6 separate regions of the Sus scrofa genome follow, and all the other regions are linked to region 3. Evidence: chromatin contacts called from public Hi-C and promoter capture Hi-C data. All regions are on one chromosome and are shown on one strand. Each heading gives the region's core, a stretch centred on a gene start, on an enhancer-like site or on the middle of the called end of the contact. The rest is flanking DNA. Distances are from core to core; before and after follow the strand shown.

What was found. Promoter capture Hi-C pulls out the DNA fragments that hold promoters and counts their contacts. A called contact is a pair of places that touch in the nucleus more often than the background predicts.
Region 1: a contact with region 3 is called in a promoter capture Hi-C map of liver, with 4 times the contacts expected there. The contact joins the promoter of CCDC9 here to the promoter of DBP in region 3. A contact is called at or near these places in 1 of 5 promoter capture datasets (liver) and 2 of 47 Hi-C or Micro-C datasets (heart right ventricle and liver).
Region 2: a Hi-C map of embryonic fibroblasts shows a contact between it and region 3, with 2.7 times the contacts expected there. The contact joins the promoter of PNKP here to the promoter of DBP in region 3. A contact is called at or near these places in 1 of 5 promoter capture datasets (liver) and 3 of 47 Hi-C or Micro-C datasets (embryonic fibroblasts, heart right ventricle and skeletal muscle).
Region 4: a contact with region 3 is called in a Hi-C map of liver, with 3 times the contacts expected there. The contact joins the promoter of ALDH16A1 here to the promoter of DBP in region 3. A contact is called at or near these places in 1 of 5 promoter capture datasets (liver), 1 of 47 Hi-C or Micro-C datasets (liver) and 1 of 2 datasets of contacts at active chromatin or transcription factors (alveolar macrophages).
Region 5: a contact with region 3 is called in a Hi-C map of liver, with 5 times the contacts expected there. The contact joins the promoter of BCL2L12 here to the promoter of DBP in region 3. A contact is called at or near these places in 1 of 5 promoter capture datasets (liver) and 6 of 47 Hi-C or Micro-C datasets (embryonic fibroblasts, heart right ventricle, liver and 3 more).
Region 6: a contact with region 3 is called in a promoter capture Hi-C map of liver, with 4 times the contacts expected there. The contact joins the promoter of MED25 here to the promoter of DBP in region 3. A contact is called at or near these places in 1 of 5 promoter capture datasets (liver) and 1 of 47 Hi-C or Micro-C datasets (heart right ventricle).

The regions. Positions count from the first base shown.
Region 1 is chr6:53,063,555-53,066,957 of Sscrofa11.1, reverse strand. It overlaps CCDC9 (coiled-coil domain-containing protein 9), which reads right to left and starts at 1,781. Exons shown (of 15, transcript XM_021094629.1): 1 at 1,560-1,781.
Region 2 is chr6:54,878,695-54,882,103 of Sscrofa11.1, reverse strand. It overlaps PNKP (bifunctional polynucleotide phosphatase/kinase), which reads left to right and starts at 1,290. Exons shown (of 18, transcript XM_005664749.3): 1 at 1,290-1,421; 2 at 1,702-1,865; 3 at 2,472-2,518; 4 at 3,103-3,405. The coding sequence starts at 1,297. It overlaps AKT1S1 (proline-rich AKT1 substrate 1), which reads left to right. Exons shown (of 5, transcript XM_005664751.3): 5 at 1-523.
Region 3 is chr6:53,991,794-53,994,860 of Sscrofa11.1, reverse strand. It overlaps DBP (D site-binding protein), which reads left to right and starts at 1,817. Exons shown (of 4, transcript XM_003127286.6): 1 at 1,817-2,631. The coding sequence starts at 2,493. It overlaps CA11 (carbonic anhydrase 11), which reads left to right. Exons shown (of 9, transcript NM_001004038.1): 7 at 1-122; 8 at 378-543; 9 at 1,342-1,464. The coding sequence ends at 1,367. LOC110261016 (a long non-coding RNA gene) reads right to left here and starts at 755. Exons shown (of 3, transcript XR_002344719.1): 1 at 631-755.
Region 4 is chr6:54,527,879-54,531,152 of Sscrofa11.1, reverse strand. ALDH16A1 (aldehyde dehydrogenase family 16 member A1) reads right to left here and starts at 1,614. Exons shown (of 18, transcript XM_021094740.1): 1 at 1,440-1,614. The coding sequence starts at 1,529. PIH1D1 (PIH1 domain containing 1) reads left to right here and starts at 2,396. Exons shown (of 9, transcript NM_001244978.1): 1 at 2,396-2,799; 2 at 3,103-3,169. The coding sequence starts at 2,710.
Region 5 is chr6:54,704,359-54,707,761 of Sscrofa11.1, reverse strand. BCL2L12 (bcl-2-like protein 12) reads right to left here and starts at 1,309. Exons shown (of 10, transcript XM_013998657.2): 1 at 1,180-1,309; 2 at 871-905; 3 at 495-683; 4 at 442-493. The coding sequence starts at 1,309. IRF3 (interferon regulatory factor 3) reads left to right here and starts at 1,683. Exons shown (of 8, transcript NM_213770.1): 1 at 1,683-1,847; 2 at 2,555-2,726; 3 at 2,812-2,882. The coding sequence starts at 1,683.
Region 6 is chr6:54,832,849-54,836,014 of Sscrofa11.1, reverse strand. It overlaps MED25 (mediator of RNA polymerase II transcription subunit 25), which reads right to left and starts at 1,712. Exons shown (of 19, transcript XM_003127336.5): 1 at 1,501-1,712; 2 at 1,362-1,407; 3 at 879-1,003. The coding sequence starts at 1,634.

The DNA.
Region 1 (3,403 bases), core at 532-3,031, 930 kb after region 3:
ACACACACACACACACACACTCACTCCAAGGGAAAGCTAGCCCTCCCTCCCACCATCTCTTCCGGAAGTGCTAGCCCGCCCCTTACCTGGAAAACTTTAGCCCCTGCCCCCTCCCATGGTTTTGGGCCCACCTACTTTCCACGTAAACAACGTAGTCACACCCACCTTGGGAAAGTTTTGACCACGCCCCCATTACTTAGGGAAACATCCGACACTGCTCTCTTCCAAACGAAAATTCTAGTTCAGTCTCCACACCCCTATGCTGGGAGTTTTACCTCGGGTCTCCATCCCAAGAGAGCTTTAGGTAACGAGCCTCTCCCCCGACCTGCACAAGAAAGTTCTAGGCCCAACTCCCTGTGCCCGTTCTGGTGCCGCTCACATCCCCGTTAACAGTCTAGATCTGGCTCTTTCCAAGGAGTTTCAGAACCGTCTCATAACCCCACACTCAAAGAGTCTGAACCGCACTCCTTATTCGCTGCCCCCAGCATCCCAAGAAAGGTGCCCCTGCTTCCCCGCACCCCTATAAAGATTCCCCAAACAGACCCAGTACTCACTGGCGAGGCTTCCTGGGCCTGATGCGACCTCCCTAGAGAATACTGTACCCGCCTCTACACGGTCAAAACTTTCTGGCCCGCCTGCGGCTTTCCAGGGAAAAAGCTCCGTTCTCCAGCCGGTCGGAACGCCACCGGCCCACCCCGGGCAAAGCCAAAACTTTCCGACCCCGCCCGCACGCTCGCGTCAAGAAGCTGTCGCCCCTCAACCCGGCTTCGGATTTTCCCAGCCAACACTCTGGCCCCGCCCCCTAGATCCCCAGGCTGCAACCTAAGCCCGCCCCCTCCTTCTCGCGTTATTACACCAGGCCCGCCTCCAGCTCACGAGTCAACATTTGTGGTCCCTACACGATTTGCCCGGCCAACCTCCTGGCCACGCCCCGGACTCTGCACCCGCCTCGTCGCGCCAATATTTGGCCCCGCCCCCGGCGCGCCCCAAGGCAAGGTTCGAGCTCCACGGCGAGCTTCACCACATTGTGGGGAAGCTCCTGGCGCCTGCAAAACTTTCCGGCTCCACCCTCATCATTCCTAGCCAGTACCTGGCCCCGCCCACAGCTCCCCCGCTTCTTTTTGGCCCTGCCCTCACCGTCGCATCAGCCTCTGGATCCACCCCTGACTTCCAGGACCCACTTTCAGGACAGGAAAAACTTTCTGGCTCCGCCCCCAGCGTTTTCCGCCGGGAGTCCCGGCCCCGCCCGCACCGCTGGCTTCCATTGGCCCCGCCCCCAGCCCCGGCACAACTTTTGGGCCCCGCCCTCAGCTGCCCACCTACACTCCGGACCCGCCCGCAGACTGGCCCACCCCAGCCCTGCCCACCCGCCGACGTTCCGCCCAGCCAGCACCCACCCCTAGCCTCCCTTGTGGGCGTCCAGTCCCCGCCCCCCGCAGAGTATCTGACCCCGCCCCCGCGGGCTGCTCGCTACCCCGCCTGCGCTCGCGCCAGCTCCCCCACGTGGGCATCAGGCCCCGCCCTCTCCGGGCGCGCTCCCGGCCCCCTCCTAGGGTCACCTGTCCCGGAGACCCCGCGGCGTCCGCTACTCCGGCTCCGTCGGCCTCCGCGTCGGCAGCTCCCGGGCCCCGCGCGTCACTTCCGGCCCGCACCACGTGAAGAGGGGAACTAACGAGGGTCACTTCCGGTTGTTCTGGCTCGTTTCCGGGAGCCTTAAAGGCGCCGCTCGCGTCTGGGTAGAGGCGCAAAGTGAGATAAGCGGGTCGACAAGGGTGTTCCGGAAGCTTGCTGTACTGCCTTCTGCCTGAACGACCACCTTCCAGGGGGAGGAGACAGCGTCTTCTCTCTCTGGCCTCTACCTGCTTCCTGTTTCTCCCCTTTCCTGGTTCCAGTAAATCGGCGCCCTGCCCTGGGCAATGATAACCTGGAATCCTGACTTACCAGCTTGTGCAGGGGGTGGATGCTCCCCCACCCTTCTGCTAATGAAACCTTAGAATTAGTTGTAGAGACAAAATTTTCAACCGAAAGAATCCTTCCTTCACCCTCTAAATCAGCGTTGAGGGTGTCCCTAGTGGCCTAGCAGGTTAAGGATCTGGTGGTGTCGGTGCTGTACTTCAGGTTCTATCCCTGGCCTCAGAACTTCCGCGTGGCGGGGACACAGCAAAAAATCAGTCAGCACTGAGTGCCAGGCTCTGTGCTGGGAGGATGGGGAATTGGGCGTGAGGGGGCGTGTCAAAATGATGAACAAGGCAGACCCCATCCCTGTCCTCTTGAGGGAAGACGTAAGTATATGTGAAATAACAGAAAACAAAAATGTGTGAGATGGCTTGCAAGAGGGACGGGAAGAGAGGCTGAGGGTGAGGGGGCTAGGCGCCCAGGCAGAGGACACACAGCCTGTGCTAAGGTCCTGTGATGAGTGAGCTTGGTGCATTCTAGGAATTGCAGAAGCTCAGAGAAAGATCTGCTGGATTGCCTAGAGTCCAGAGGGTAACATGCATTAACCAAAACAAACATAATTAACATGTTATTACAAGTGATAATAAATGTGACAGTGGAGTTCATGTCGTGGCTCAGCGGAAATGAATCCAACTAGGAACCATGAGGTTTTGGGTTCGATCCCTGGCCTCACTCAGTGGGTTAAGGATCCGGCGTTGCCGTGAGCTGTGGTGTAGGTCGCAGATGCAGCTCAGATCCTGCGTTGCTGTGGCTGTGGCGTAGGCCGGTGGCAACAGCTCTGATTAGACCCCTAGCCTGGGAACCTCTATATGTAGTGGGTGCGGCCCTAGAAAAGAACAACAACAACAAAAAGTGATGGGACACCCTTACAGGGGATGACATAAGTGGGAGGCTGGATTCCCTGAGGTGGCCAGTAATTTCATTTTGTGATTTAAATCGTGGAAAAGGGAAGTACCTGGCAATCACCTGCCACTTACATAGTTATTGGGAACAGCCTTTCAGAGACCTTCTCCACGCATATAACTTAATTCTCTTAAAATTCCCCCAAATACCTGCCAAATTCACTATATCATTTTTAGCTCTTTATTCAAATGTCACCTCCTCTTAGGGGCCTTCCTTAAAACCACCCATTTGAAAATTACATACTTCTCATCCTTTTTCCTCTTCCAATTTTTTTTTTTTTCTCTTTCTGCCTTTTCTAGGGCCTCTCCTGCGGCATATGGAGGTTCCCAGGCTGGGGTCTAATTGGAGCTTAGCCGCCAGCCTACACCAGAGCCACAGCAACGCAGGATCCGAGCCGCGTCTGCAACCTACACCACAGCTCACGGCAACGCCGGATCGTTAACCCACTGAGCAAGGCCAGGGATCGAACCCGCAACCTCATGATTCCTAGTCGGATTCGTTAACCACTGCGCCACGACGGGAACTCCAAGAAAAAAGATTCTTA
Region 2 (3,409 bases), core at 41-2,540, 890 kb before region 3:
CTCCACTTCGCATAGTGAATGGGCAGTTCCTTCGTTTGATTGGCTTGAACACTGTAAAGGGCTTGACCAACATCCCAAGAGTCCTGTCCACCCCGAGTTACCCCACCTGATTGGCTCCAGCCTCCTGGGGGCGTGGCCAATCCCCTTTGCCCAGGATTGGCCTGTGGCCTTACATTTACAGTCTTTACACTACTGGGGCTGGGGTCGTTTTTTGGCTCAGTCCTGACAATTGTCCCTCTGGCCCCCTCAAGGATGGCCTAATCCTGTTCCTGCGTCTGACACCCTCTCATTGGTTTTATCACAACTGCCTGCCAATCAAAACCCGTCCTTGTGTCCAGGACGTTACCAGCTCCCGCCCCTCTCCCCCCACCCCCACAGGTGCCTTAAAGGGCCCTCGTCCACCCAAGGTGGAGGGCAGGGGGCCTCACTCTCCGGCCCTGGTGTGGGGGAGAGAATGGGGGGTCGGGATCAGGAGTTGAGAGGGGCGCTCCGAGATTAAAGAGTTTTACCTCTGACAAATGACTATGAGGTGTGTTGTGTTATTCAACATTTTCTGAAGCCAAATGAGCAGTGTCTCATTGCTTCTCAGTGCAAAGCTGCGAATTAAACTAATTGTGCCTATTTTACAGACAAGATAATGGAGATTCGCGGGGTAGGAGGAAGGATTCCAGTCCTGTGTAGTCATTGATTCCCACTCTTCAGGAGTGTGAGTGTTGGGAATAGTTTAAGGAACTACAGTTCCTGAGTGCCCAGGAAAGCCAGGAACCTCCAGCTGACGCCAGGAGTTTTCTGACTATTCTAAGTCAGCTGGTGGTTACAGAGCAATGGCGCCAGACCTGAAGATGGGGCCAGGTCCAGTAAGCGTGGAATACCCATCTCCCATCAGACCACCATGGGTGGAATGTTAACAGACGAAACTTAAACCGAGCCAACTACCACCTAGAAACTTTTCTGAAGTATTTATATGTACTAACTCCTTTCATCTTTCTAGTAACCCTGCAACGTGGAAAGGATTATCCCCACTTTGCAGATGAGGAAACTGCAGCATGAGGGTAGGTGTGTGTTGGGGCAGGGTTTCTTCGACTGCCAATAGTCAACAAAGAGGAAGGATAACTTCCCGCTGTAACTGTCCAGCAAGGGGAATGAAAACGAGAGTTTAGCGTGGAAAGAGGAAAATCTGTGGAGACCCCCTTCCCCCTACTGGCCTGAGCCTCACCCTGCAGCAGGAGAGATGAAGGTCAGAGCCGCAGAGGGACTAGAGAGGCCCCGGGACCGCTAAGAGGCGGGGCTTACGTCATGGGCGGGACCAACGCCCCGCCCACTTTAGTAGGCGAGTCATTTCCGTCCGCGGAGAAACGGAGAAAGCTGCAAGGCGAGTTGCGGGCCAGGCGCCTCGGGCGGGATTTCCTTGGTTGGAAGTGGTGAGTGAGCCAAGCAGCGGGCAAGGGTGAGCAAAGGGTTGAGGCGGGAGTTCATGAGTTTCTCGGCCTTTGCCCTGGGAAGTAGGAGTCGGGGCTCTGGGAGGGACGAAGCGGGGAGTCGTCGCCTGGGAAACGGCGCGAGCCCCAAGCCGGAGAGCGGGTGGAATTTCCTGAGCCATTCGCGGAAGAAGAGAATTCCTGGTGGAGCGGCCGAGGAGGCGGGACTTCCTGTAGCAATCTGCGGGCTGCCACTCAAACCTATTTACCTACTTCCCTTTAGGCCGGCTTCCAGGATGGCCAAGGTGGAGGCCCGGGGCCGCCTGTGGCTGGAGAGCCCCCCTGGGGGAGCACCTCCCATCTTCCTGCCCTCCGACGGGCAAGCCCTGGTCCTGGGCCGGGGACCCTTGACTCTGGTTACCGACCGGAAATGCTCCCGAAACCAAGGTGGGCGAGGGCGGGGCCTGAGCCGGAGGGGGTGTGGCCTGCTTCAGAAGCGGGAACACAATCAATGGGAAAGACCGAGAGTTAGTCCGGGGAGGGATGTGCTTGGCCCCCAGGCCGAATCGCGTGGTGCAGCTAGTCCTGAAGTTGGCAAGTGCCCTCCGGGGAGCACAGAAGGGAAAGGTGGTGCCTGACCCCACCTGGAACTAGCCAGATAACTCGGGCTTGAATCCGGCCACCACCTTGTCCAGGAGAGAGCCGATCCTATGAAGAAAAATGCATATTGCTGAGCAGAGATGGGTGGTAGCAGGCCAAGCCCAGGACTTGCATCTCGTCAGGTTCCTGCGTTGTCAAGGAGAAACCAATGCTATACAGAAAAACACCTGCCTTGCCCCTAGGCGAGGACCGGTGTCACAGGCTATCCTAAGGCCATTATCTGGCTACTGCATATCGAGGAGTGAGCCAAACCTACTTAGAAATAAACCACCTCCTCCTGCTGAATGGGTGTTGTAGCCCCATCCTGTGGCCTGAAGCAGGCCACACTCCCCAGTAGGGAAGGAAACAATCACCGAAAGATTCAGATCCCAACTCCACCCCCTCAATCCTCAGTGGAGCTGGTTGCAGACCCTGAGACTCGGACCGTGGCAGTGAAACAGGTACCAGTTCGTTGGCAAGGGGCAGCAGGCCTGGGGGTGGGGCGGGGTGGGGGGGTCGAAGGGTAGGAACAGCTGGGGAAACTGGCCCATCGAGAAAATCTAACTGCCTGGGAGGGGAGGAGGTCTGGCCTCTTTCAGTGGGGTAAACTTTCATCCCCATTTAAATTGGGTAAGACTAGGAATTCCCCTTGTGGCTCAGGAGGGTAAGGATATGACGTCGTCTCTGTGGGGATGTGGGTTCCATCCCCGGCTGTAAAGGATCCAGCGTTATTGTAAACTACGGCCGTAACTCCGCAGATGAGACTGGGATCCGGCGTTGCTATGGCGCTGTGGCCTAGGCCTCCGCTATGGATTCCACTCCTTCCATGTGCCGCAGGTGTAGCAGTCAAAGAAAAAAAACAAAATTGGTTAGGACTGGATGCGTATTACCTTCCCAATGCCCTGATTGGCGGTACACAGTGAAGAGGTGGAGCTTAAGGGTCTGATTGGCTGATGGAGAAAGGAAGGCCTTTTTGAGGTTATTTGATTGGATGAGGTTACTGGTGGGGTGGAGCCTGTACCAGCACCTCCCTCTTTCTTTGCAGCTAGGAGTTAACCCCTCAACTGCTGGAGCCCAAGAGCTGAGGCCGGGGTTGGAGGGCTCTCTAGGGGTGGGGGACACGTTGTATTTGGTCAACGGCCTCCACCCGTTGACCCTGCGCTGGGAAGAGGCTCGCACTCCAGAATTGCAGCCAGACACTCCACCTGGCACGCCTCCTGTGCCCCCACACGAGGAGGAGGAAGAGGCTGAGCCGCCGAAAAAGCAGATGCGGAAGTCATCTCCTGGCTGGGAGAGCTTTGAGAAGCTACTAGTATTCACAGCACCTGGTGTGAAGCCGCGGGGCAAGGTGA
Region 3 (3,067 bases), core at 568-3,067:
AGCTCCTATTCCCCGAATCCTTTGGCTTCATCACCTATCAGGGCTCTCTCAGCACCCCACCCTGCTCGGAGACTGTTACCTGGATCCTCATTGACAGGGCCCTCAATATCACCTCCCTCCAGGTGACCCTGTCAGCTCATTCCCCCTCCCTGCCACCCCCAGCCCCTTCCTTGGCCTGGGTGTCCCCTCGCTTCACCTCCCATCGGGGACAGAGAACTGGAGGGGACTGAGGGTCTGGCAATCCTTGGTGGAGGGTGGGGTGGGGCTGAGCAAGACCCCGCCCACCTGCTCCCAGGAGCGGGGGGTTTTCTGTGATGCCAGCAGGGCCATTCATTAGTCACTTCCAGGTTCCCACCCTCCCTCGCCCTCCTTGGCAGATGCACTCCCTGAGACTCCTGAGCCAGAATCCTCCGTCCCAGATCTTCCAGAGCCTCAGTGGGAACGGCCGGCCCCTGCAGCCCTTGGCCCACAGGGCCTTGAGGGGCAACAGGGACCCCAGGCACCCCGAGAGGCGCTGCCGAGGCCCCAACTACCGCCTGCATGGTATGATCCAGTATGCACCCCCTCGTCTTGGTCTAACCCGCCTATGTGTCTGTCTCCCCTTGGTGTCTCAATATGATACAGTCCTACCCTTCTTTGCTGCTTCTGTGTGATCCAGCCTCCTGAGCTCTCACTCGCTCTTTCTCCCTTCTCCATTTGTGTCAACGTGGTACAGCCCACCTCTCCGTCATAGACCATTGCTGGTCCATGATTTGTCTTTCCTCCTCACTGCTTGCGACTTGCAACTTGGTGTATAACCCGAACCCCCTTGCTTCCATGGGGGTACGATCAACTACTGGACCGTGGCTCTTGTTAAGGCTTTCTGAAATGGTATCGCCCGAAACCTTTCCCCTCTTTCCATGTGGTACAACCCTACGCTGGTCCAAAGTCTGACACCCCCTTCACTGAAAAACAACATGGTACAATCCCCTTCCCCTTCTACTGCCTCCTCTTGGTTCAGTCCAGTGATCTGACATCCACCTCTCTGGCTTCCCAACATGGTATAGCCTAGGCCTCCCCGTGAATACCGTCGCGTAGTTCAGCCTGATGCTGAAACTGGACGTCCCTGTGCCACCCTCCTGCTGCCTCCCTATGGTTCAGCCCACTGCCAGTTCGCAATCTGTCCTTTTCCCCTAGCTTCTCAAGCTGGTACATTCCAGTTTCCCCTTCGCAGCCTGCCTGTGGTATGGCCCGGCGCAGCCCAGCACCGCTACCCCGCCTCCTGCACGCCCCTGCACGCCCCCTACCCGGTGCATCCTATCAGGCCCTAAACTAACGCCCCCCACCGGTTTCGTCTTACAGTGGATGGTGCCCCCCACGGTCGCTGAGACTCCCCATCGAGGATTGCGCCTGCCTTGCCCAAGCCTCCCCACAGAGGGAGGGGAGTCACCCCCAAAACAAAGCTATTAAAGGGACAGAATACTTCCTGTATCTCAGTGGTCTGATTCTAGGCGCGGCGGGGAAGCATTTGGATATTAAAGAATAGCAGCCTTCTTCTAGAAACCAATCTCCCACTTCCTAAACCCCACTACTCGGGTTTTTGGCTTCCTTTTTCCAAAACAATCATTAGGATTTGTGGCTCCTGTATGGCTCTTCTCCCGCGCCCCCCACCCTCTCACCCACCCTCCCAGTCAGGCAGCACGCGCAGAGCCATGTGCTTCCCCCTCCCGCCTGCCTCATTGGCCTGAACTGGGTCACGGTCCCGCCCCCAGAGCCGTCTCCCATTGGGCAAATGTAGGTCAGGGTCCCGCCTCCCTCCAAATGGCAAGGTAACTTCACTCACTGAGCCCCTTGCTCGCGCACTCCAGGCCTCGGCAGATCCAGGAGTCCCATTGGCTGTGGGTCTCGAGGGGTCGAGACGCGATTGGCCTGCGCTTTCAGCGGGAGGGAGGCACGCGGCTGGGGTGCAAGGCCTGAGAGTCCGGCGGGGCCAAGAGGAGGGGTGCGCGCTGTGGCGTCGGGTGTTTTGGTTTGGCTTTTTTTTTTTTTTTTCCGCGAAAGAAGTTTGCTTTGGCCACGCCTCAAGGCAGCCGCCTCCTCCTGCCCTCTCCCCCGCCCCTCCGCGCACACCTCTTGGTGCAGATTGCAAAGCTCCTTCCTTAGAGAGAGCTGCAGATTTTGCAAGAGCCAGGCTCGCCCACCTTGTAGGAGCGCCTTGTGTCCCCTTGAGCCCTCGGTTGCAAAGAGCTGGCCGCCTGATTTGATCACTCCCTCACCCAGACTGTATGGTCTCCTGGGACCCTCTTGAGTTGCACATTTCTGCACCGAGGACTGCAAATCCCCATCGCTCCTAGGACTTGCAGTGTTCTGGAGACTGGAGACTGGAGGCTTGCAAGCTACTTTCGCCCGCCCCTGGGCAGACACCCGCCTGAACCACAGGAGTGTGCCGCTGACTGGCAAGCCAGCTCTTCGCCTCTCTATGAGCCCGTGAGCCTGCGGGCAGGTGCCGGGCGATGGCGCGGCCCGTGAGCGACAGGACCCCGGCCCCCCTGCTGCTGGGCGGCCCGGCCGGGGCCCCCCCTGGCGGGGGAGCGCTGCTTGGGTTGCGGAGCCTTCTGCAGGGGACCAGCAAGCCCAAAGAGCCAACCAGCTGTGAGTTCTAGCCCCCCCCCCCCCAGCTCTTAGGGACTCCAGTGCTGGGAGGGTCCACAGATACCTCTTACGTGCCCAGAGTCCACCCTTCCAACCTTTATCTACCCCAATACTTAGGTGTTTAAGCCCCTAGATCCCTCAGCACCCAGGACCCAAAAATACCGGCTTTCAAGCCCGTCCACCCCGAGGACTCGAGACTCTAGGCCCCAGCCCCCTGTTTCTTGTGGTTCCGAGAGTCTTGGACTCTTGGGGTCGAGGGAGAAGGGAGGGGGGTGTGTCGGATGCTCACACGGTAGTTACACGGGCTTGGGCGGAGCCTCCTGGGGTCACATGGAGTCTAGGGACGAGGAATGTGCCCCAGAAATAGAACCCCTTCCTGACCCTTACGGGGGGGGGAGATCGAGGAGAAAGGGGTACAGTGCGCGGGGGGTAGGGG
Region 4 (3,274 bases), core at 365-2,864, 540 kb before region 3:
GGAACTCCTAATACTTTCTAATTATCTTGCACCTAGTGTCCGGTTTTTCACAAATGATCTCTTCCTTGCTAACTGCTTTCTTTTACTCACGGTTACTTTCTAGAGTTATATTGCGCCTAGTGTTTTCTCTTCTAATTCAAGCACTAACACCCCTTCCCTGTAAGCAATCTTCAGTCCACAGAGGTCAAGGAATGATAAGCACGAAGACAACCAGAAACCATCACGGGACCCGCTGATGCCGGCCTTGATGACACTGAAATGATCTATGGGTGCGAGTAACAAGGACCCCTCAATCAATAACCCTGACTCCCGAGCTAAACCTGTAAAACTCCTTGATATCCCCTCTCCAGGCAGGGCATGGTTTTGTGGCATCAGCCTGCTGTGTCCTCCTTTGCGTGGCAAAGCAATAAAGCTCTTTGTTCCCTTCCTTAAAACTGTCTCCGAGGACTTAATTGGGACTTAAATCCGAGGCCACATTTTCAGCCACAGACCCGCGGCCTTGTCCCTGCCCTCTCAACACGCAAACCCTGTCCCTCCTGCGTCTCTGCCTCACTCCCTCCTCTCCATCTCCAGAGCCTACGGCAGGCTCTGGTCTCACCATTATTCCAACCTCCTTCTTTCCCTCCAGGAAAGGCCAAGCTTCTCACGCCCGGGCGCTAGAGGGCCCTGTGCCTTCATGATGGCCCCGTGGGGGAATGCTGAGGGTAGTTACAGAAAATTCGAGGCACCCTACTTTTATAGGGAACCCCAAGAGCGTTCTTGGGGGACCCTGAGGGATCACGGGAGTCTTATGGAAGTCCTGAAGAATACGGAGGGGTCGCGGGAGCCCCATGGGGTTATTCTGAGGGGCTGAAGGTTATTACAGAAAGTTCTGATGTATTCTGGGGTTCTGAGAACTCCCGAGACTATAGGAACCCCACGAGTATTGAGGTGACCCTGAGGAATCACGGCGGCTCCGCGGAGGTTTTGGAGGTCTCTGGTTGATCAAGGGAGCCCCTCCAGGAATTCCGGGGAAACTCGGGAGCCATAGGATGTTCTGAGGAATCAACGGTAAGTCTACACGTGGGTTCTGAGTCCTCGGAAGATCACGGGAGCCCCCCAGGGAATCGCGGGAGGTTATGAGGGGGCCTTGATGAATCACAGGACCCCCTCGGGGGATTCTCGGAAGCACCCTCGGCGAAGCACCACCGTGAATTCTGGACCATGTAACGGGACAGCCACTGGGCCTCATGAGAAGAGACTATCGGGCTGAGGCAGCAACTCTAAGAAGCTCAACAAACCATCCTCCAGGGGTGGGTCCTAAGGAGTGGCGGGAATCGCGGGAGCTGAGAGGGGCGGAGTTACTGAGCTGCCGCGGTGGATCGTGGGAGTCCGCGCGCAAAACTCGGCTCCGAAGACTGGGGAGGGGGATGGGCAGCGCGGGCCGGGCGAGCCCTCACCAGTGCGCATGCGTGGCTCTCCGGCACGGGTCCGTACTCCAGCGTGGTGAAGATCTCGCTGGCGCGGGATCCTGTACACGTCTCGGCCATCGCGCTCCCCCGCCGCTTTCCACCGACTGCAGGGCGCTCTGCCGGAGGAAACCTCGAGGTCCGAAGGGTAGCACCGCCCCCTCCTACCCAAAGGGCGGGGCTATGGGAGATAGAGCGTAACCCCGCCCAGGACCTGGTGACCCCGCCCATGGGTCTGCGCACGGAAGTGTAGTTTGGATCATGCGCAGTCCTCAGAGCGGGGCGAATGGGGAACGAAAGTGTGAGTGACTTCAAATAGTTGTGAGAGCTCCAGCGTCTCGCTATCCTGTTTGTGTTGGATACCGGAATTGCAGTTTTTAGTCCTAAATACATTTTATCGAGAATAGAATCTAGTTCTGGAACGAGGTGGTTGTTCAGAGGTCAAAAGAGAGTCTTAGGATGGACACTGAAATTAATGTTTTTTTTTTTTTTTTTTTGTCTTTTTGCTATTTCTTGGGCCGCGCCCGCGGCATATGGAGGTTCCCAGGCTAGGGGTCAATCGGAGCTGTAGCCACCGGCCTACACCAGAGCCACAGCAACGCGGGATCCAAGCCGCGTCTGCAACCTACACCACAGCTCACGGCAACGCCGGATCCTTAACCCACTGAACAAGGCCAGGGATCAAACCCGCAACCTCATGGTTCCTAGTCGGATTCCTTAACCACTGCGCCACGACGGGAACTCCATGAAATTAATGTTCTTAAAGTGTGACAGATTTGCCCAGCTACTGGCCGGAGTCGGCTATCCGGAAGGAGCCGGAAGCGTGGCTTGAATCCCGCAGGAAGTGTGGCATTTAGTGACTATCAGGACTTTGTATTGATTGGTTGAGATGAGAGGCGTGGCTTCAGCCTTGGACTAGATTGGTCTGTGATTGGTAACGGAATACAGTTGCAGGATTGATGAAGCGTTGGGGTAGTGTGACTTACTCAAGTTCCTGATTACGCAGGGATCAAAAGAGTGGCTGTAGTTTGCACCTTTGGCACGCAGGACTTAGCATCTAGAGACACTGGCTCTTAAGAGATTTGACGACAGTATCTGGTCTGAGTGAAAGTGTCTCGGGCCAGATTCTCAGGTTTTCATACAGAATAGTGGGTGTCGCGATTTGGTTAAGGGCCCAGGAACTAGTCTCAGAGTTCAGATCCCGCCGATGGTTCCCCCACGCCGGGGTTGCTGAGGACGCCAAGGTCTCTCCCCCAGGGCCATGGCCGACTCGACGTTGCTGGTGCCGGAGCTAAACGAAGCAGAGACGATGGGCACGGAGACGACGCCTTTCGAGGAGCTGCTGCTGCAGGTGCGATTGAACGCACTCCTGGGTCCCTGGGGATTCGGGGAATACATATGTGTGTGTGTGTGTGTGTGTGTCCGTCCGTGCGGGAATTGTAGTTGTTTACCTTCAAGTTTGCTAGTCTCTGGAAGACATGGGAGCAAAATTGGGCTTGTTCTTCAGATTCCTCAAGGTAGGAAGGGGCCATAGTATGTCTTATGCCCTGCCTGGCTAGTATTCATAAAAATTGCTCAGTAAACATTTGCGAAACGAATGAGGGGGTTCTGATAGCACAAAGGCCAAACTTGAAAATTGCTTTCCTTCACACAGGCCTCCAAGGAGCTCCAGCAAGCCCAAACAAGCCGACCAGAATCTACACAGATACAACCTCAACCTGGTGAGAAAGACAGAAACGTAAAGAGAAAGAGATAGTGTCCCAGAGAGAGGTGGACCCTGACTGGGGGGCAGGGGACACAGGAAGAGGAGGGAGGGAGGAGAAACA
Region 5 (3,403 bases), core at 60-2,559, 710 kb before region 3:
AAAGCTGGGGATTTGGATTTGGGGTCCAAGGGAGGAGGGGACTGGGGGCCTGGACTCTTGGTTTTCGGAGTAGGGGGCTGGGGGTCTGAACTCTTGAGTCTAAGAGAGAAGGAGACTGGGGCCTCAGATCCCTGAGTCCCCGAAGGAGAAGGAGGCTTGGGGCTCTGACTTCTCCATTCTGAAAGTATATGCCAAGCTATTCAAGTCCGTAGAGGATCAGGAACTACGATTCCCAGCAGACTTCGTAGCAAACATTCCCCTCCGTCCGTTACTTGTTCGCCGCGCAGCCTGCTGGGAGGTGTAGTTCCACTCTGACTCGGGCTGGAATTTGGGGGAGCCGGGACACGCAGATGTCGGGGAAGCGTGACTGGGCTACCTGCTCCTAGATCCCGGCCCCCTTTTCTTCCCTGCTCACCTAGCTCTCCCTCACCTCCCGCTCACCTGGTCCCGGGCCCCGCCGCCGCCGCCTCCTCCACTGAACTTGTATAAACTTTCCTTAGGGCGACTTTCCCGCGCCTGCGCAATGACTGTACCGGCTAGGAGCCGGCCCAAACGTGGAAGGGGCGGGGCGATGAGGCCCGCCTAATTTGCATAGAACGCTCCCAGCATGCCCGTGGTCGGAAGACCTAAAAAGGGCATGATGGGCGGGGGAGTTTTCCCGGCTCACTGTACCGCCTCTCTGGCTGTCGAGTCGATAATCCTAACGACGTTAAAGTCGTTTTTATTTCAAGAAATCAACAGAAAACAAGTCCCACCTCTAAAACTCAGCTGACGAGAAGTGGGGTGTGCGGCGGCGAGTTCGAGAGCTACGGGGCTTCAAACGCAGGAGTGGGTTTTCTGGGTTTCTGGGTTCCTGGGTTCCCGGCGCACCTCCTCCCGGCACTCTACGCGCCTCGACCCACTACCTAGGTAACGCGGAAAAGCGGGGGAGTTGGTGGCGTCCAGTAGTGAAGAATGGGACGGAGGAAGGATGCGTCTGCCTTGACAGTGGGGAAGGGGGTTTGTGTACGCTGGGGAAAGTGAAGCGAGAAGGAAAGGAAGTGAAGCAATGGCTGGCTGTAAAACAAAACTTAGAAAAGTAGTTGGTAGGAGAGAAGAGGAGGTGTCCACACTGGGGTATCTAGGGGAGAGAAGGACTCTGTGAATGAGAAGCGATCCACTCTGGGAAGTGGGGCGTGCCGCGGAGGAGGGAGGCCGTCTGTTTGGGAGGAACTGTGGTTGGTCGGTCTATGAGTGAGGGGTTCTGGGGAGCGGGGGGAGCTACACTGGAGTTGAGTGTGGGAGGTAGAGGTCTGCGAGTCCCTAGCATGTGCACGGCAGTAACGGGAGGGAGGCGTCTACCCTGGAGATAAGAGTACCTGCACTGTGTGATGTGGGGGAGGGAAGGGCTTTCAGTGGAGTGGGGAAGGTCTACACTGGCGGAATTGAGGAAGGTAGAATTGAGGGAGGTAGAGGTATGTAGATAAAAGAAGCTGGGGAAAGGAGAGGGGTTTTGGAGGGACTCCTCTCTGAATTAGGGAGCCTCTCTGGAGGATGGGAGGTCTCCTGTCTGTACCCCAGGAGAATAGAGGTGAGGACCCTGCGCCGTGGCGCTTGAGAGGGAGGTCTGGGTTCGGAACCTTCCAACTGGGTGGGCCTGGGAGTCCGCCTATATCCAGGAACTGTCCCCGGCGCACAGGCCCATGGGAACTCAGAAGCCTCGGATCCTGCCCTGGCTGATATCTCAGCTGAACCAGGGGCAACTGGAGGGCGTGGCCTGGCTGGATGAGGGCCACACGCGCTTCCGCATCCCTTGGAAGCACGGCTTGCGGCAGGATGCCCAGCAGGAGGACTTCGGCATCTTCCAGGTGCGCGCGCGCCGGGCCCGGGGACTCCAAGGGGACGGGGCCGAGGGATGGGATCAGCTCGACCGCGCGGCCCACGCTTATTCTGGCAGGTGGGGGTGGATGGAGTTAGAACTGGGAGGGGCGAAGTTAGTACGACGCGCAGATGGGCGTCTGACAGCCGTGAGGATTGGAGCCGCCAGGTCCCAGGAATAGAACCGGGCAAGTGAAGGAAATGCATCCTGGGGTGGGAGGGGAGTGGTGGTGGTAGGGAACCCCCTGGGGTGGGGCTTTTGGTTGTAGAATTCTGGGGGCGGACCTTGGAATATTAGAGGCAAGACTCGACCCTGAAGCCGAGGTTGCCACGGAAGTAGGATATGCCGGTGGTGTTAAGCCTAATGACGAAGAGTGTCCTGGGGCAGCGCACTGGCAGTTAGACACCCATTAGGACCAGGAGGCTGGCTTAGAAAGCAAATGTTTTTGAAGGGTGGAGGTAAGGGGGATTTGGGGCACAGAGAATTCCAGAGCTTGGGGATGAGAACTAAGTTAGAACGTGCAAAGGGAATTGGCACAATATTGTAAATCAACTATGGTTTCAAAAACAAAAACAAAAACAAAACCTGCCAGGGGAGGGCAAGGTGGTGTTAGGACAAGAGGAGCCAAGGTTAGGACCCCTGGGGGCAAGATTTAAGTCATCCTCTTCACTATCTTGGTACCACTGGTCCCCCCAGGCCTGGGCCGAGGCCAGTGGTGCCTACACTCCTGGGAAGGATAAGCCCGACCTGCCCACCTGGAAGAGGAATTTCCGGTCTGCCCTGAACCGGAAAGAAGCATTGCGTTTAGCAGAGGACCACAGCAAGGACCCCCACGACCCACACAAGATCTATGAGTTTGTGACCTCAGGTGTGCTGAAGTGAGGCTTTGCTTGGAGGGATGGGATTTCGGGTGTCCCCAGAGCCCCTACTCCACTCACCACCTTTCTCGACAGGAGTTGGGGACTTTCCTGAGCCAGACACCTCTCTAGACCTCAGTGGCAGATACAGTACCTCTGATACCCACGTAAGAATGCGCCCCGACCGTCCTGCGCTCAGCCCCTGCCTCATGCATCCTCAGGGGCCTAGCGAGGCCACCATCACTCCAGGCTCCACTCTCTCCCTGCAGTCTGCCCCCTACCTGACCCATGGCTGACCCTGTCCCTCCCCTGCTCACAGGCCTCCCACTGGCCTCCCAGCATCCTCAGGAGAAAATGTGGAGCTTTCACCAGGCATTTAAGACCCTCACCCACTTTTCTAGGACTTCACAGCTTCCCTCCCTGCACAGGGTACCTCAGCCTCTTGGCAACCGAGACCCTCCCTACCCTTGATCTTGCTGACGTCTGTGCCAGGGCAGGTCCCTTCTGAAATCCTACCCAGGCTTCTCTGCCCGGGTCTTGCTCGCACTGACCCAGATCCTCGGGGTGGAATTAGCCGCTCCCCTCGGGCTACGGTAGTGCCCAGCCTGTGTACAAGCTGTGTATATTCCACCGCCTTGGCTGGTGGCTGGGTCTCCCTCAGACTAGAATCCCCTTAAGGGCAAAGCTC
Region 6 (3,166 bases), core at 463-2,962, 840 kb before region 3:
CCTGAGCCAGAGGCATCCATCAAAGCCCCTCCTGAATCCCTTACTTACAGAGACCACATGAGATAATAACTATTTGTGTTGCCCTTTTTTCTTTCTCTTTTTGGCTGCACCCATGTTCCTAGACCAGGGAACAAATCTGAGCCACGGCTGCGACCTACACCACCGTGGTCAGAGCCAATGCCAGATCCTTAACCCACGGCACTGGGCCACCACAGAGACAAGCTGGATCAAACCCTCGCCACCACAGAGACAAGCTGGATCCTTAACCTGCCTGAGCCACAGCAGGAACTCTTTTTCGGTTTGTTTTGCTTTTCAGGGCCTTGTTTTTAAGCAGCTAAATTTCAATCTGTCGCCCAACAGGAGAGAAGGAATACAATAGCTGTAAGAACTATCAACATTCCCCTTTTAGAGATAAATTATGTTAAACACAGAGAGAACCAGGACTCCTGGGTCTGGGAGTTCTGTTGGGGTATAGCCATGCGGTGGCCCCAGGCTGTCTGCACCTGCAAGAGTTTGCAATGCAAACTTATCAAAACCTGCTCCAAAGCACAAGATGCCTAGCCCAACCCCACCCCCTTTCAATCAGGCTTCACTGCGCTCAGCTGAAAAAGGAAGCCACGGGAGAAATGAAACACAAACAAAAAGGGGGGAAATCGCACGGAGAGTAGGGCCTGGGTGCTAGAGTTCCTTCCGCTTCCAAACCAGATGGCATCACCGCTGAGCACACAGAACCGGGCACACAAGTGACTTAGGACAAAACCACAATCCCAATCACAGTCCTTGTTAGCTTCCCAATGTGAGGGAATGGATCCTACAGCTCAAACCCAGGTCCCTCCCAGGGTCCCCCAACCCACCCCAAAGCCCGGAAAAGAGCTCACTTAATGCCATCCAGCCAGGTGACAAACTCATAGGCGCTGCTGGTAGGAGCGTGACATTGTACGTAGGACTCCGGAGCGCAGTCCACCGTGTTGAACACCACGAGGCTGTATTGGGTCCCCCCATACTGGCAGAGGAGGACAGAAGAACTTTTCATCTGGGACCTCAGCTGTCTTTTCTCTCAGAGAAGTGGGAGCTCCCAGCTCCCTCCTCCCTCGAACCCAGGAGTCCGCACCCGAGCCTCTCCTCCCTCGGATCCAGGAGTCCAAGCCCCCAGGCCCTTCTCCCTGGGACCCAGAAGTCCGGACCCCAACCCTCCCGCACGACTCAGGAGTCTGGAACCACCCCCCGCCCCGCTCCTTCTTCCTCAGCTCCAGCCCCCTCCTCCCGGACTCAGAGCCCGGACCCCAGCCCCTCCCCCGAGACCCAGTAGTAGGGACTCCCAGCTTCCCTCTCCCTCGACCTTCAAGAGTCCCAAGACTCACGTCTCCCCCGAAGTCGGTCTCCGCAGGAGGACCACCATTAAAATACCTGTGAGGGTCGGGGGTGAAAAGTCGGGGTGAGGCAAGAGACTGGAAAACTAAAGTCGGAGGGCGGGGTTGGAGTCGCGGAAACCTCACTCACTCGATGGCGGGGAGCAGGTAGTGCTTTCGAAGCCCCTCGAAGTAGGGCCCCAGGTTAGCTGTGCCCTCAATCACAAACACCACGTCAGCTACGAGGCCCCCGGCGCGCGCCGGGCCCTCCGACCCGAGTACCATGCCCCGCGCCCCAGCCGCCGCTGCCGTTGCCGCCGTCGCCGTCTCCGCCACCGCGGGATGAGCGCAAGTGCGCCTGCGCCGCGCCCGCGCCTGCGCCGGACGGCCTCGCGCCCCTGACGCCGCGCCTGCGGCCATGTTTGTGCGGGGCACTCAGGGCGCGTCGGTTGATCTCCATCCTCCTTCGTACCAACCTTGTGCAAGCCTCCAAAAGGACCTAGAGAACCCCTTCGGGGGCCTGGTGTAAAGATTAATTATTGGCAGGACGTAGAGAACGAAATATATTGAGAGCGGCGCTTCGGCCGCCATCTTTGAGCGGGGCGGCTCTTCCGACACTAGTTTCACTGGGAGGGTCGGAAGATCTAGTTGCCATGCAACGCGCACGCTGCCCTGGTTTTCTGACAGAGATTAGGTTTTCAGCTAAATTCTTTCTGGCTCCCAGGGAACCGGGAGGGGGGGGTGGGTCGTGTGCAGGGTCCAATCACCTAGTCTGAAACAGGGTTACTAGGCAACGCTTTAAAGGGGCAATCGACTCTGGAGAGAGTGCAGCTGTTTTTTTTCCCTGAAGAGACGGCTCACTCCAACCCCAGTGGTGGTTGCTAAGTAACACCTGATAGTTGTTTTCTGGGCGAGAGGCCAGAAACCGGCCTAGATCTGAAATACGTTCCAGGTGGATTAAAAATGCAAATGAAACCATAACACTGTATAATCTTGAAGACTGGAAAAAAGAGTTTATCATTGCAGCAAAGCCAGAAAACGTAAAATACAGATCTGTTTCTCCGCAAAAGACTCCATAAACCAAGTTGAAAACGATCTATAAACCGGGAAAGTCGTTGGAACTTAAGTGTTGACAGAAATTTACTACACAGATACATTTTACTAATTAATAGAAACTTAGGAAAATAATACTTTTTTTAGGTGGGGAAGGAAAATATTGCAGGCTTTTCCCACCCACAAAACCTATTTTAAAATATCGAGTAATGGACTTCTCCTCGTGGCTCAGTGGTTAACAAACCCCACTAGTATCCATGAGGATGTGCTTTCGATCCCTGGTCTCACTCAGTGGGCTAACAGTCGGCTTTGCCATGAGCTTGTAGGTCAAAGATGCAGCGCAGATCCTGAGTTGCTGTGGAGTAGGCTGGTGACTACAGCTCATATAGGACCCCTAGCCTGGAAACTTCCATATGGGGGGGGTGCTAAAAAGAAAAAAAAAAAGAAAAAGGGAGTAAATCTCTGAAAGCCACTCATCTTCGATTAAATAATACTGGAGTTCCCCTGTGGTGCAGCGGGTTAAGGACCCCCTGTTGTCATTGCAGCAGCTGGGGTCGCTGCTGTGGTAGGGGTTCAATCCCTGGCCTGGAAACTTCCATATGTCTCTGCTGCAGCCAAAGAAAAAAAAGAGTGCTGTCAGCATTTTACTCTTGTCAAGGTAATTATGTTGGAAGGTTGGAAAACACACGTCCATGAGGATGAGGGGGTTTGGGTAAAGTAAGCTGGTGAAGACGTGGGATAGTGGGGGTGGAAATGAGAACAAC